3 separate regions of the Sus scrofa genome follow, and all the other regions are linked to region 2. Evidence: chromatin contacts called from public Hi-C and HiChIP or PLAC-seq data. All regions are on one chromosome and are shown on one strand. Each heading gives the region's core, a stretch centred on a gene start, on an enhancer-like site or on the middle of the called end of the contact. The rest is flanking DNA. Distances are from core to core; before and after follow the strand shown. Region 1 holds the start of HAND2 (heart- and neural crest derivatives-expressed protein 2). Region 2 holds the start of HMGB2 (high mobility group box 2). Region 3 overlaps GALNTL6 (polypeptide N-acetylgalactosaminyltransferase-like 6).

The links. Hi-C and Micro-C count contacts between places; a contact is called where the count stands out from the background. HiChIP or PLAC-seq counts read pairs in DNA pulled down with a chosen protein or histone mark.
Region 1: an H3K27ac HiChIP or PLAC-seq map of skeletal muscle shows a contact between it and region 2, with 2.6 times the contacts expected there. The contact joins the promoter of HAND2 here to the promoter of HMGB2 in region 2. A contact is called at or near these places in 1 of 5 promoter capture datasets (liver), 4 of 47 Hi-C or Micro-C datasets (embryonic fibroblasts, fetal heart ventricle, heart right ventricle and 1 more) and 1 of 2 datasets of contacts at active chromatin or transcription factors (skeletal muscle).
Region 3: a Hi-C map of embryonic fibroblasts shows a contact between it and region 2, with 2.9 times the contacts expected there. The contact joins the enhancer-like site here to the promoter of HMGB2 in region 2. A contact is called at or near these places in 3 of 47 Hi-C or Micro-C datasets (blood, embryonic fibroblasts and skeletal muscle) and 2 of 2 datasets of contacts at active chromatin or transcription factors (alveolar macrophages and skeletal muscle).

What each region holds. Positions count from the first base shown.
Region 1 is chr14:16,458,699-16,461,506 of Sscrofa11.1, forward strand. HAND2 (heart- and neural crest derivatives-expressed protein 2) reads left to right here and starts at 1,391. Exons shown (of 2, transcript XM_013982698.2): 1 at 1,391-2,026. The coding sequence starts at 1,472. LOC100517194 reads right to left here and starts at 518. Exons shown (of 6, transcript XM_021073071.1): 1 at 472-518; 2 at 1-206. The coding sequence starts at 518.
Region 2 is chr14:16,708,771-16,711,854 of Sscrofa11.1, forward strand. HMGB2 (high mobility group box 2) reads left to right here and starts at 1,281. Exons shown (of 5, transcript NM_214063.1): 1 at 1,281-1,392; 2 at 1,717-1,897; 3 at 2,007-2,152; 4 at 2,232-2,406; 5 at 2,974-3,084. The coding sequence starts at 1,748. LOC106507243 (a long non-coding RNA gene) reads right to left here and starts at 659. Exons shown (of 4, transcript XR_001303102.2): 1 at 93-659.
Region 3 is chr14:16,957,254-16,960,349 of Sscrofa11.1, forward strand. All of the region lies in intron 10 of GALNTL6 (polypeptide N-acetylgalactosaminyltransferase-like 6), which reads right to left. LOC110256613 (a long non-coding RNA gene) reads left to right here. Exons shown (of 5, transcript XR_002338371.1): 3 at 1,804-2,175. Among named protein-coding and RNA genes, the nearest start is that of GALNT7, 120 kb to the left of the region's middle. Within about 2 kb of position 1,583, at least 18 of the 83 cell types and tissues checked have an H3K27ac peak or open chromatin away from gene starts, as enhancers often do. A contact at or near this core is called in embryonic fibroblasts, where this site is marked.

The DNA of each region.
Region 1 (2,808 bases), core at 141-2,640, 250 kb before region 2:
GGCGGGCATTTCCAGCGTGCGCCCAGGTCAAAGCCTCAGCTTTGCCCGCGGCGCCCCGCCGCCAGCCTCGGCCAGAGACGCGCCTTTGTGGGGGCGCAGCCGCCCGCCGCCTCTGCTCCCACTGCGCCCGCTGCCTGCTGGTTTTCTTGCCTAGGTTACCTACAGAACACTTCGAAAAGCAATATCTGCCTTCTTTCCCCACCCCCCTTCAAACCAGTAAAGAAAGCGGAGTGATACTGTACCTGATTTGAGATTCTTCAATATTTGAGACTTAGGGGAAAATATTTTAATAGTGAAGCATCTGTTAAACACTTGCATTAACCTCTGGCTGATAAAAAAGTTTTTTTTTTAACCCTGCCCCCCCCTCGTTTTAATTATCTTATGGTTATGAAGGGGCAGCCAATCCTGAAAGAGGACCTCGGCAATTAGCAACGAGAACATCAAAAAGTTTTATTGCGGAGAGCGCGAGGCGCCGCCCCCGCCGCCCCGGGATTGGCGTGAGGAGCCTCTGACGACATATATTAACCCGAGCGGCCCTAAAGATGTAGCTGTACATGGAGATCTTGCTGGGAAAATCCGCTTGCTCCCCTCACGGCGTCCAGTCCCGGAGAACAGCCGCCGCCGCCGTCACCCAGGAGCCCCCACGGCCGCTGCGCAACAGCCCTCCAAGCCCCAGCCGCCGCCTTCGCGCTCCAGGGCGCCTGCAGGGCTCAGATCCTTCCCCCGAAAGGAGAGGCTCTGAGAAAATGGATGCACTGAGACCTCTCTGAAAACCCTCCGAGGGAGCACGAGAGGAGAGCGGAACACGTTACTCGCTGCTAAAGTCACATTCCAGGACCAAAACAACAACAACCAAAAATTTCATTAAAACAATAAGCGCCCAAGAACCCAGATCAGGCTGGTTGGGGGAGGGGAAGGGGCGGGAAGGGGAGGGTCGCATGGAGGTAGCTTCACAGTGAGCGGTCGACCCCGCCGCCTCCCCGCAGAGCCGGGCCGGCTCCTCCAGCCGCGGCTCGGACTCTTCCCGGGATTCGGAGGAGCCGCGGCGCCAGGAGCGCGGCCGGGGCGCGGAGCCCGGCGACTCGGCCGAGCAGCCCCGCGGGAGCCGGGACGCCTTTGCATGAGCACGAGAGGACTGTGCCTGCCCGCAGCAGCCCGGGAAGCAGGACCCCGCGCGCGGGCCGTGGAACAAGGCGGGAACCGGAGGCGGCGGCGGCCAGGGGCGCACGGTGCCGGGACCAGCTCGCCGCGCCCTATGGGGAGCCGGCGGCCGCGGCGCTGCTGAGGCGGGCCCCGCGGGCCAGGCGGGTGGCCGGGGCCCGGGCTGCAGCAGCCCCCTCTGCGGCTGCGGGGCCGGCCCGGGCACCGGGGGGCTGGGGGTGGGGGGTGGGGGAGGACGCCGAGCGCCGAAGCAGGGGCCCGGGCTGGGGGCGCGGCGGGGCTGCGCGCACGCTGGGGCGCGGAGGGCGAAATGAGTCTGGTTGGGGGCTTCCCTCACCACCCGGTGGTGCACCATGAGGGCTATCCGTTCGCCGCGGCCGCGGCCGCTGCGGCCGCCGCGGCCGCCAGCCGCTGCAGCCACGAGGAGAACCCCTACTTCCACGGCTGGCTCATCGGCCACCCCGAGATGTCGCCCCCCGACTACAGCATGGCCCTGTCCTACAGTCCGGAGTACGCCAGCGGTGCCGCCAGCCTGGACCACTCCCATTACGGGGGGGTGCCGCCGGGCGCCGGGCCCCCGGGCCTGGGGGGGCCGCGCCCGGTGAAGCGCCGGGGCACAGCCAACCGCAAGGAGCGGCGCAGGACTCAGAGCATCAACAGCGCCTTCGCCGAGCTGCGCGAGTGTATCCCCAATGTGCCCGCCGACACCAAACTCTCCAAGATCAAGACGCTGCGCCTGGCCACCAGCTACATCGCCTACCTCATGGACCTGCTGGCCAAGGACGACCAGAACGGCGAGGCGGAGGCCTTTAAGGCGGAAATCAAGAAGACAGATGTGAAAGAAGAGAAAAGGAAGAAGGAGCTGGTTAGTACCAGGGGACGGCGGGCGGTGGGGTGTGGGGGACCGAGAATCCCGGTCTCTTTCCCTTTGGCCTGAGCAATGGCACACCGCGCTCTCTGCTGCATCCTGAGACAAGGTTGTTTGCACCAGGTTGTGGTCGAGATGGTTTCCCGAAGAAGCAGAGGAGGTGGGGGAGGGTGTCAGCACGCGGAGGAGGTTAAGAGGGATGCTTCGTGTGGGTGATCTTCCCTCCGGGTCATTGCTGCTCTCCCCCCCCCCAACACCCCCCCCCGCACCCCGCTCCCCCGGGCCCTTGAGGCAGGACTCAGGTTCCGAATTGATCTTCTGATCGCACTGGCCCGGACCCCTCATTTTCTGTCCTTTAGAGCCTTCATTTGGCGTCCAATCCGATCTTACTTTCAGATAGTTATAAAATAAGTTGTTTAGAAGCGCTTGATTCCAATGATTTCACTGTTGATCGCATTGTCCCCTTTTAAGATCGAGGCTGCCACTGATTCTAAGAGAGTTTTGTGGTTGTTCTGATTACTATGCCCAGTTACGTAAAGGTTAACATAAAATATGTACTTTTAACTTCAAAATGCATCTCGTTTCTCTCTGGCAGTGAAGATAAAATGTAACTTCCCAGGCGACTGTACTTAAATGGGCATTTCTTGTTTTGTTTGCATGAGCCCATTTAAGACAAATGGTAAATATTACCACTGTCATTTTATCGTTAACAAAAATGAAAAATTATAACTGAAAATTAGTTTTCTCAAGTACCTACCAGGTGCCCATAGGGTAGTGGT
Region 2 (3,084 bases), core at 31-2,530:
CCAACTGTTTCTTAACAAACGGGCCAACAGAAAAAATAACCCTCAAAACTAAATGCAACACAGAGATAGCATGTCAGTCACCATGGTCCTACCCCGGGAAAGGCGGCTTGTGAGCTTTGAAGCGAAAAGTTAAGGTCGCTGGGCCGCGCTCTCACCAGACGCAGAAAGGAAGGTTCTTAACCTGGGCGGGGAGGAGTCTGTGAAGCGCCGCGGCCGCAGTTTGGCGCGTAAATGCTTCAGAGGGCGGGCAGCTTTCAAGGCCTTCCCGGGTGTCTCCGAGGGATCTCCGACACGGAAAAGGTTTTAAAAACGACCGCGTGGCAGAGACAAAACAGTGACCATCGCGGGGACAGCGAAACGGCCTAAGGCGGCGAGGAATGGAGGATGTCGCAGGGATCGGAGTCGGGGCAGCAACCGGGTGGGGATGGGAGGGATAGCCCAGCCCGAGGGTCACCGCCCAGGATCCGGCCCGGATGGAGGGGTGGAGCCAGGGGGATGCTTCCCACCCCTCCCGGCCCCGCCCTGCTCACCCCCGGCTAGACGCCGAGACAAAGTGGGGAATGAGGGGCCAAGTGTGGACTCCACGGGCGATTGGCCCCCGTGGGGGCGGGAACGGCTCCCCCACCCCTCCCAGGGTCTCGCCACCTGTCTTCCTCCGGTCCTACCCCAGCCTCAGCGACCGCCGGCGGGGCTGGTCGTCCGCCGCAGCGCAGGCTCCTCGGCCTCCCCATGTTATTCTCTGGACGGGGCAGGGACCACCACTCCGGGAGCCGGGACTGCGGCCGCTCTGGGGCGGGGGACCGACGGGACGCACCTCCCCGGCTACCTCAGCGTCAGCCAACCGAGCGGTGCCGGCTGGGTAGAGTAGACCCCGCGCTTTGAGACTCAGTATTTTTAAATCTGGCGGGGCTTCCCCGGCGGGCCAACCACGCCCCCCGCCTCCTGCCACAGCCAGTCAGCGCCAGGCCCGCCATTTTTCAAACCCTTTTCCGGCCGCCAATCAGGATCGGGCAGCACATTCCTCCCCCGACCGGTTCTAACGGGTCTGGGAGTTAACGACCCGGGCGACCCACCGAACCTGCTAGGCTGCGGCCGTGGGGACGGGCCTGGCGACACGTCGACCAATCGGAGGCCGCCGGGGCTAGGGGGCGGGGCCTCCTGGAGTTTGAATAATCCCCAGAGCCAATCGGAGCGTCGGGGGCGTGGCCTGCGGACCGGCTCGTCAAGTTGCCGTGGCGCGGAGCAGTCTGCAAAACAAGAGGCGGAGGATTGCGTTAGCGACAAACCAGTTCACGCCGGAGCCGCAGGTAGGCAGCGTCGCGGTCGGACCCGGCCGCTGCGCGGGAGCCTGAGGAGAAGCTACCACCAGGCAAGAGACCCCTCCGGGCCCCGGTGAGTGGCCGGCCGTCCCCCTTCCCTCCCGGACGGCCCGGACGCCGCAGCTGTCGGGGCTGGCCCCGCGGGCGGGATCTGGGTGCGGTCCGGAGGGCCGCGCTGTGGAGGCGGGAAGCCCGGCCGCCCGTTCGGGCGTGTTTTGAACGCGGGGTCCGAGGCGGCAGGTGGGAATGGGGCTCGCGGCGTGGAAGCCAGAGCTTTCCTGTCAGGGCGGAGGGGCCTCGCGGGGCGTCGCGGCCCGGGCCGAGGGGCGGGGGGCCTTTGGGCGGGAAGCTGCCCCGCCCGGCCTCCCGCCAGCGCCCGGCCGCGCTCTCCCGCCAGGTGGACGCGTCGTCGCCGGCGCCGCAGCACCATGGGGAAGGGCGACCCCAACAAGCCGCGGGGCAAGATGTCCTCGTACGCCTTCTTCGTGCAGACCTGCCGGGAGGAGCACAAGAAGAAACACCCCGATTCCTCGGTCAACTTCGCCGAGTTCTCCAAGAAGTGCTCCGAGCGATGGAAGGTGGGCGCGGGCCCCCACCCGGCTCCCGGGCTCCGTGCACGGGCAGGTGGCGGTGACTCGCTTCGGTGTTTATAGTCGTGTGTTTTTCCTGCCCTTTTCATGCCCACAGACTATGTCTGCCAAGGAAAAGTCCAAGTTTGAAGATATGGCAAAAAGTGACAAAGCTCGCTATGACCGGGAGATGAAAAATTACGTCCCTCCCAAGGGTGACAAGAAGGGCAAGAAAAAAGATCCCAATGCTCCCAAAAGGCCTCCGTGAGTTTATTTTAAAACCGACAGAATTACTCCCTTGCTCTTTCATTCAGTGTATTAAACCTCTGTTCCTTCCTTTTAGATCTGCCTTCTTCCTGTTTTGCTCTGAACATCGCCCAAAGATCAAAAGTGAACACCCTGGCTTATCCATTGGGGATACTGCAAAGAAATTGGGTGAAATGTGGTCTGAGCAGTCAGCCAAAGATAAACAACCGTATGAACAGAAAGCAGCTAAGCTAAAGGAAAAATATGAAAAGGTATGTTGTCTTAATTTTTTCCAGGCAAGTTTGAAATAAAGTAGGTATTTTCTAAATGAGTATGATAGAAATAGGTAGAAACTGTACACACATAGTTTGGTTATCAGCTTTGTTTTGAAAAGGTCTAATGAGAATTGTATGCTTAAGCAGCATAAACTAACTGAAACCTTTCTTTTTGGACTGAAACCAATGTTTGTAGCACTGGTAGATTGCTGCATTCAAGACTCCACTTGTAGTATAGGTATGTAGTTAAGAGTGTGGAGGACCAAACAAAAGTATTGTTTTATGTGGATGTATCTAAAAAGAGAAGTTAGGGAAGGAGCTGGCTGTGTGAGGTAAACAGGTAAGGGTAGTGAAAGTACTGATATCAGTGTAATACACCCCCATTATTTTACATCATTAGCTTTCTAAGGCCCAGAGGGAATGCTCTCAAAATCAAATTTTAGACAGTCATCAGGGTTATTGGTCAATGATCTTAGATTGTTTACAACTTAGTGGTTTTCACGGTTGAGTAATGATACCGGATGCTGATTTTATTGCATTTTTTTTTTTTTGACAATATTTCAGGATATTGCTGCATACCGTGCCAAGGGTAAGGGTGAAGCAGGAAAGAAGGGCCCTGGCAGGCCAACAGGCTCTAAGAAGAAGAGTGAACCAGAAGATGAGGAGGAAGAGGAA
Region 3 (3,096 bases), core at 333-2,832, 250 kb after region 2:
ATTTCTGCTGTGCAACAAAGTGACTCAGTCATAAATATACACACATCCATTCTTTTTCAGATTCTTTCCCCACGCAGAATAGTGGGTAGAATTCTCCGTGCTATTCAGCAGGTCCCCATTGGCCAATCATTCTATATACCTCAGTGTGCACACGCCAATCCCACACCCCCAGCCCATCCTCCCCCTGCCACCTGTCCCCTTTGGTAACTGTAAGTTTTTCAAAGTCTGTGGGTCTGTTTCTGTTCTGCAAATAAGTTCATTTTCATTTTGTATCCTTTTTAAAGATTCCACATATAGGTGATATCATATGATGTTTGTCTTTCACTAACTTCACTTTGTATGAAGGAGCCAGTGGTTTTGACTGGTTTATCCATTTTTCAGTCTGTCTTTCTTCCTCTTTTTGGTTTTTATATACACAGAAGCCGGAGCTGAAAGGCACTGCAGTCAGGACCTTTATTATTATGTCTCTCATTATCCTGGTGGGGACCCTGGGCCTGCAGAAAAGCAAGGGTTTGTCATCACCACACTGCAAGCACCCAGGCTTGTGTGTGCTTTCATAGACAGTCTTTTCTCACTTTTTACTCTCTTTCACTTTACTTTTCTGACTTTTTATTAAATAGACCAGTTAAGACCAAAAGAATAACTGTGTTAAAGCAAGTGGCCACATTCTTGTCTTGCCTGATGCATTCGTTCCCCTGTCACAGGTGTATCTTGGGCACCCCCTGTGACTTTCAGTTCATGTTTCCAGGTCTGTGGTCATCCTCAGGTGTGTAGATAAATTGTTAGCCTGCAGGCTTCACAGTGCCTTATGAATCATTGTTATTATCACCTGGTGGTTTGTGCCTGCATCCCAGGTGACAAGTGTTTGGATTTTATCAACTGCTTTATTCTTCTGCACCTGTCATTAGCTAAGATTTTTTTCTCTTTCCCTTCTTTAAAATGCTCTCTCCTGCCACATAGCTGAGTCTAATGATCACGTGGAACCAAACAGGCTCTAGCCTTTAGTTCCTCAGGCCCATGTTCCCTCGGGCAATTGTGTCAAAGCAGAAACAAGTTGACCTTATGCAAGCTTTTCATGGTTTGCCTTCCATCCTTTGGCTGCTCCTTGCCCATGAGAAGTGTGTGCATTTTACTCAGGTTTCTGGCATAATACCTCTTGATTTTTTTTTTTTTTCTTCTCAATCTCACATTCCTCAATTTTGGAGTAAATCGATGTTCGTTTCTCCATTTTCTCCTCTGAATAGTTTGAAACACAGATTCGGGATGATCCGTAAGTCATACTTCTTGGCGTTCGTGTTGGCGTAGTGGGTGTAACGTTGCCTGAGTTCTTACTGTTTTGCATGAACGTGCACTCAAGCTTCAGTGCAGTGTGTACGCTATCTTAATCTTCCTAGGGGACTTGAGAAGACGGAAACTGTTTTGCTCTCTGAGGGTAGTTAGATTTTCTTTCATTGACATGTGGTTGGCGGAGGTCCGAGACACTGCGTGTTCCCGCTGGTGGTTTTTACTGTCAGCAGCCTGGTACTGAGGCTGCACCGCCTCCGGGGAGCGTCATGTACCAGGGGCCCTGCCCCACCTCCCCCTCTGCACATCTGTTCCTGCTCTGGAAAGGGCAGCACCGCCCACGTCCTCAGCAGGATGGATGCGCTGTTGCAGAGCTTCCTCCGCCAGGAGGTCATGGCCGAACCGGCCCGAGGGCTCCCCCTCGCCCACCTCTACCTTGGACTCTTCAGGGCAGATGGGGAGCATCCTTCCAGACCGCTCAGGTTTATGAAGAAGGTCTTTTTTTCTTGCCCTTTTTAGGTCGCTGAAGGAAACTGAAAGCCAGTCCGTGGCGCTGCAGCTAGCTGGATGGAGAACCCCACGCTCCCTTCCGGCAGGAAAGCCTTAGTCACCCCCCCATTTCCCACCCCCCCGCCCGCCACAAAATGCCACAAAAGGCGTTTTCTTACCCAAATGCTTTTAAAGATTCTTTACTCCCATGGACCTACTTTGTTCATTCATTTGTTTCTTACTTTTGTCATTAAAAAAGACCATTTCAACTCTAATAAGGGCCCCTTTTGTGTTCTTTGAGTGCTTTTGAATCAAAGAGAATACCTGTAATTTTCCTGTCGTGATCTATTTTTCTCCTCCAGGAACTTTAATCTAAATGGAGAAGAAAGAGCCCTAATTCTTGTAAGTCACTGAGTAATATACTGAATAAGCATACTGTTAATTACTGAAAAACAGAGCAGCATGTGATGTTTTAACCTCCAAGTCAATATACTGTGGTACGCATGTCAAATATGATTGACTTTTCAACTCCTGTCAACCCTGTTTGATCTCCCTCTTTTCAGTCTAGACTGGAAATCTTTTCAAAGAGAAAAGATCTTTTGTGCAGCTTCTAAATTGTCGGCTTGTCTAGTGCTGACCTCTGGTGACTATTTCTTGAATTACAGGACATAGATTTTATTGCAATTTTGCCTGAGGGTGGGAGGGGGGAGGCGGGGGAATGTACCTGCAATTTTTTTTTTTTTTTTTTGTCTTTTTGTCTTTTTTTGCCATTTCTTGGGCCGCTCCTACGGCATATGGAGGTTCCCAGGCTAGGGGTCCAATCGGAGCTGTAGCCACCGGCCTACGCAACAACCACAACAACGCGGGATCTGAGCCGCGTCTGCGACCTACACCACAGCTCACGGCAGCCAGCGACGGATCCTTAACCCGCTGAGCAAGGCCAGGGATTGAGCCCGCAACTTCATGGTTCCTAGTCAGATTCGTTAACCACTGAGCCACGACGGGAATGTACCTGCAATTTTTAAAGTATATGTAGTATAGCTGGCCTTATTTATATTTATTTTCAGCTGTCAATTTAAGCCTACAGTCCAAAGAATATTCCATTCTAGCACATTCTGGGGGGTAGAGGTGTTAAACCTGACTCACATTCAGGTGTGCACCCTTGGCACCTATCAGCTGGCCAGGTGTGTCCCTTGGCTAGGCTGAATAGAGGTGGGGGAGAGAAAATGATCTCAGCAGTTACCAATTTTCCTCATGGCTTTCTCCTTTTTCTTTTTTATTTATTTTTTCTTTTTTTAGGGCTGCATCTGCAGCATATGGGAG